Linked DNA regions of Rattus norvegicus: region 1 is linked to region 2. A link is a contact called in public Hi-C data. All regions are on one chromosome and are shown on one strand. Each heading gives the region's core, a stretch centred on a gene start, on an enhancer-like site or on the middle of the called end of the contact. The rest is flanking DNA. Distances are from core to core; before and after follow the strand shown.

Evidence for each region. Hi-C and Micro-C count contacts between places; a contact is called where the count stands out from the background.
Region 1: a Hi-C map of the A7r5 cell line shows a contact between it and region 2, with 4 times the contacts expected there. The contact joins the enhancer-like site here to the promoter of Fzd7 in region 2. A contact is called at or near these places in 6 of 12 Hi-C or Micro-C datasets (the A7r5 cell line, the Rat2 cell line, kidney and 2 more).

What each region holds. Positions count from the first base shown.
Region 1 is chr9:68,515,674-68,518,373 of GRCr8, reverse strand. All of the region lies in intron 11 of Kiaa2012 (KIAA2012 homolog), which reads right to left. Among named protein-coding and RNA genes, the nearest start is that of Kiaa2012, 56 kb to the right of the region's middle. Within about 2 kb of position 1,258, at least 12 of the 93 cell types and tissues checked have an H3K27ac peak or open chromatin away from gene starts, as enhancers often do. A contact at or near this core is called in the A7r5 cell line, where this site is marked.
Region 2 is chr9:68,424,188-68,426,887 of GRCr8, reverse strand. It overlaps Fzd7 (frizzled class receptor 7), which reads right to left and starts at 1,350. Exons shown (of 1, transcript NM_001271185.1): 1 at 1-1,350. The coding sequence starts at 988.

The DNA of each region.
Region 1 (2,700 bases), core at 9-2,508, 92 kb before region 2:
GGAGGGGTGTGTGGGGTGTGAGGGGTGTGTGGAGTGGAGGGGTGTGTGGAGTGGAGGGGTGTGAGGGGTGTGAGGGGTGTGAGGGGTGTGTGGAGTGTGTGGGGTGTGTGGAGTGGAGGGGTGTGTGGGGTGTGTGGGGTGTGAGGGGTGTGTGGGGTGTGAGGGGTGTGTGGGGTGTGAGGGGTGTGTGGGGTGTGTGGGGTGTGAGGGGTGTGTGGAGTGTGTGGGGTGTGTGGGGTGTGTGGGGTGTGTGGGGTGTGTGGGGTGGAGGGGTGTGTGGGGTGGAGGGGTGTGTGGGGTGTGAGGGGTGTGTGGGGTGTGAGGGGTGTGTGGGGTGTGTGGGGTGTGAGGGGTGTGTGGGGTGTGAGGGGTGTGTGGGGTGTGTGGGGTGGAGGGGTGTGAGGGGTGTGTGGGGTGTGTGGGGTGTGAGGGGTGTGTGGGGTGTGTGGGGTGTGTGGGGTGTGTGGGGTGGAGGGGTGTGTGGGGTGGAGGGGTATGTGGGGTGTGAGGGGTGTGTGGGGTGTGAGGGGTGTGTGGGGTGTGTGGGGTGTGTGGGGTGTGTGGGGTGTGGGGTGTGTGGGGTGGAGGGGTGTGTGGGGTGTGTGGGGTGGAGGGGTGTGAGGGGTGTGAGGGGTGTGTGGGGTGGAGGGGTGTGTGGGGTGTGAGGGGTGTGTGGGGTGTGTGGGGTGGAGGGGTGTGTGGGGTGTGTGGGGTGTGTGGGGTGTGAGGGGTGTGTGGGGTGTGTGGGGTGTGAGGGGTGTGAGGGGTGTGTGGGGTGTGAGGGGTGTGTGGAGTGGAGGGGTGTGTGGGGTGTGTGGGGTGTGTGGGGTGTGAGGGGTGTGTGGGGTGTGAGGGGTGAGAGGGGTGTGTGGGGTGTGAGGGGTGTGTGGGGTGTGTGGGGTGGAGGGGTGTGTGGGGTGTGTGTGGTGTGTGGGGTGTGTGTGGTGTGTGGGGTGGAGGGGTGTGAGGGGTGTGAGGGGTGTGTGGGGTGTGTGGGGTGTGTGGAGTGGAGGTGTGTGTGGGGTGTGTGGGGTGTGTGGGGTGTGTGGAGTGGAAGGGTGTGTGGGGTGTGTGGGGTGTGAGGGGTGTGTGTAGTGGAGGTGTGTGTGGGGTGTGTGGGGTGTGTGGGGTGGAGGGGTGTGTGGGGTGTGTGGTAAACCTCCCTTCTAGAGCGACAAGGGGGAGATCTGCTCTTGTGCAACCAGGCCACAGCTGTCAGCTGAGGGTGGGGCCTTCTTCCTGTTTCAGGAGCTGGTATGCACAACCAAAGACCTCATACTACTTCAGCTTACTTCCTGGCTGCTTGAACTCGCACACAGCCTTTCTGTGATGAACATGTCTGCCACTATAGAGATATACAGAAAGCACAGTCCCTGGCTGCCCACCAGCTCCCATTAATCTAACCGCTGGCTTTTAGTGGGAGATAACGCTCCTCATTAGATAGCCGGGCTATTCAGAGGTAACCCTGCCTGGATGGATTTCATCCTCAGCCCCTGCTGCCTTCTCCAAACACTCAGACATTAGAAGGTGGGGAGAGCGTCTGATTTTACCATGGGACTCGCGCCTTTAGGTCTCCTTCTATTTAAATCTGCGTTGACAATGTTTAATTCCCAAATTGCTGTTTTAAATAAAAATGAAATACAATTACATTTACTCCTACTGCTTCAGAGTGCTTATTTTTCCGGAGTGGGAGGAACTCTGATGGGATCCATCTGGGAGCAGAATAGAAACCTAACTCCAAGGAACCGCCTTATCAGGACAGGTGGGCCACCTGGCTCCTCCTTCATGCATGCATGCGTGTCTGGGCTTGGTAAACACTGGCCCTGCAGGCTCCGAAGTAGCCAAATGGTTTCCAGGGCAGAAGCTGTTGGAGGTGCTGGCAGGAGCCTCTTGAAATCTGTTCAGGGCCTTTTTCCACACTCCATTTCTCAAGAGCACACCCTTTGATCACCAGACTGCTGTCATAGAATTTCCTTCCTATCCCGCAGGGTCACCGTCAGGCAGGAGATATATCTGCTGTTACACAGACCTGAGAGTGCCTTTGCCTTCAACAGCTTGGGCAGGGCCTTGCCGGCCCCAGCTGAAACCAGTAAGAGAAAGCCCCGGTGTCAGCCCTGGTACCTTCAAGGTTTTGTGTTTTGGTCATAAATGGAAAGTGCAAATGCAAATTCCAGATTATTAAAAACATTCTTCCCAGGGTAAACGTAACTATAAAAGGAAGGAGACAGCAGTGAGCTGACCTTTCCTTAAAAATGTCTAAAAATACTTTATACGATGTGACTCAGGACGCTTATGACCTATGGAGTGGGATAATAAATTTCAAGTCTGTTGAATGCAGGAGACCAAGACCCAAGATGCCTGTTGGTGATGCCATTATCAGATTTGTAGGATAAGATTTAAGGCTTTGTTTATGCTACACGTTCTCCTTTTAAATCTTTCTGGCTGGGAAGGAGGGTGAGATAGGCACATTCAACAATTGCTAGGGACCTGAGAAGGCCTCCAGGCCAGAGACGCCCCCGGGAGGTCCAGCTAAGAAGTCTGCCTAGAAACTATGAGTCAGTTAGAATTTAAATATGGCCGTGCCCCGCAAATGTGAGAGCAGTGTTTTTCTTCCAGTTTGGGCTATCAGTCCTTTTATTTACGTATAGTTCTTAGACCTAGATCAGTCTCACAGGTCTAGCTTTTGGTTTGGGGAATACA
Region 2 (2,700 bases), core at 101-2,600:
TGGTGCCCTGCGCCACCGTGCGGTAGCCATCGTCCGAGAAGCGCTCCACGCACACGGCACGGTCCTCTAGCAGGAAGCCCGCCACGTGCGCCACTGCCACCATGAAGTAGCAGCCCGACAGGAAGATAATGGGTCGCTCTGGATAGCTGAAGCGACGCATGTCCACTAGGTAGGTGAGCACCGTGAAGAGCGTCGAGGCACAGCACAGCACTGACCACACACCTACCCAGAGGCGGGCGAAACGTCTCTCCTCTTCTTTAAAGTACATGAGGCCGTTAGCACGGCCTGGCTCACACGGGGCACCGCAGTCACGCTCGCCTAGGAAACGGTAGCCCAGGTAGGGGGGGACCTTGAGCTGACGCGGGCAAGAGAAGGGGAAAGACCAGCGGCCTCTGCCATCTGAGGGGGACATCGCAGTGAAAGGCGGGTCTGGCAGGTAGGGAGCAGTAGGGTAGGCGGTGGGACTACCGCCTGCGCCCCCGGAGCCGTCGGACGTGTTCTGCCCCACGCATATCTCGCCGGCGCCGTGCACCGGGAAGTTCTCGCAGCGCAGCCGCTCCGGCCACTGGAAACCGAACTTGTTCATGAGCGCCTCGCAGCCCTGTCGGGCGCGCTCGCACAAGGAACGGCACGGAGGAATGGCTTGGTCGAGCACGGTGCACACGGGTGCGTACATAGAGCATAAGAAGAAGCGCAGCTCGGGAGAACACTGCACCTTTACCAGAGGGTAGAACTGGTGCACCTCGAGGCCCGCGTCCTCTTGGTTCGTGTGGCCCAGCAGGTTGGGCAGGATGGTCTGGTTGTAGGCAATATCCGTGCACAACGGGATGGAGATGGGCTGGCAGAAGCCGTGGTCCGGTACCGAGATGCCTTTCTCGCCGTGGTATGGTTGAGCTCCGGTGTCCGTGGGCAGCGCGCCCAGAAGAGCAAGCACCAAGGCACAGAGGCCCAGGGGCGAGTGCGACGCCTCCGTGCCGGGGCCCCGCATCGCCGGCCGAGAGTGCAGCGGCGTTCTCAGCTGGAGGAAAAAGACGGGGCGCTGGGGAGCGGCTTGGATGCAGGGAGGCGCCGCCGCGCCCGGCGCATGAGAGTCCTCCCGGCGCCGGGGCCGGGCCGTGGGCGGCGCGGAGCCGAGGGTGCTAGGGTGCCTGCACAGCGGGGGCGAGGCCGCCAGCCGAGGGGGCGCCGCAGCCGCCTCCGCGTGGCACTCACGCGGCCTCCAGGGGTTCAAACTCCTGGGCCTGGAGTGGGGGGACCGAGGGGGGTGTCGCCTTACCCTCCCCGCCGAGACGTAACGGTGCGGCTTTCTCTGCGGCGACGAGCAACAAGCGTCTCCGGTTACCCTTCAAAGTTTGCCCAAGTTTCTCGAGCCCCGGGCGCACGCCGATACGCACGTCCCCTACACCAAGCCGGGCCTCCGCCAGGCCAGCGCCCAGCGTCCCCGCTTGCTCGCTCTGGTCGTCGCCTGGGTGCTGCTCCACCTTCTCTCCTTGAGGCCCCGCGGGCCACCGCTGCCGCCTCCTCTGATTCTGGAGCCTCCTTCAGTCCTAGGAAGGTCGGCCCCAAGTTTCAAGTCAAAGGGCTCGTTCTTGCTTTGAGTCCGATCGGTGCTCGGGAGGTAAGAGCTAGACAAGCTCGCTTTGGAAACGTAGTAGCGCGGAATCCGAAGCCCCTTCACCCGCAGTCGGCCTGCACCCGGCCTCTGCTGCCCCGCACAGTCCCAGCCCGCAACTCCCGGCGTCCGCCACCGCCCGCTAGGGAAGGAGTGCAGAGTAACGCCTGGGAGCTGCACTGGTGGCTAGAAGAAGCGTCGGGCTCGCAGGGCTCTGGGCCGCCCCGCCCCCTCCCCTCCCCCCATTCACAAACCACTCCGGGGGCGGGCCCGAGCCCTCTGGACGTCCAATAGAGCGCTTTGTTTTCTCTGTAGACGCCTTCCGATTGGGTGGAAGTCGGAAGGGGAGGCCGAGGGAACGAGGAAGGCGGTGCCTGAAGCGCTCTGGGCGGATTCCTGAGGGGAGGGGCGGAGAACTGAGAGAAAAGTTAGGAAAAACTTTTACCCAGAATTTGCTCAGGGGAGAAAAACGCACCAGAAAGGCAACTTGCTTGAAAGATTGGTTCCTCTTCCATGTACCCTAAAATACACATTCCCGAGCAAAAGGGGGCATTCGCTGAAGGCTTTGGCGAGAAGCTGAGAATAGCACAGTGCCAGGGCGGAGAGACGTGACCCAGAGTCACGTTAGCCTTGCCTGGCTGGCTAGAGCGGGAGGATTTTAGTTAGCATCAGTGTGGAGCGAGGAAAGGGTGCGACTAAGGACCGTTTTTTTCTTCCCATACCCCAGCCGACCATGTGAAGCCATAATCCCCTCTCCCTCCCCCAGTTACAAAAAGGGGGGCCGCCCGGAGGGAGAAACCGGAGTCGGCCGAGGGGCGGACTTGTGGCGGGAGGAAGTGCAGACCCTCGGAGGAGAGGGCCCAGAGCTGGGGGTTGCGCGGCACTCACGAGCCTGCCACCCCTCCCGGGCACACTGCTGGGAGCCTGGGATGCCCAAGAGGCTCTGGGGGTTTTGGAGAGCTCTAAGGCAGCTCTGGGGGAATGCTTATGAGAGTAACCTGAGACCGAGGGCCTCAGAACTCTCTGTATGATTTACAGAGCGCCTTCGGTTGCCCCGTTTCCCCTTCTTTCTGAGGTGTGTGGCCTCC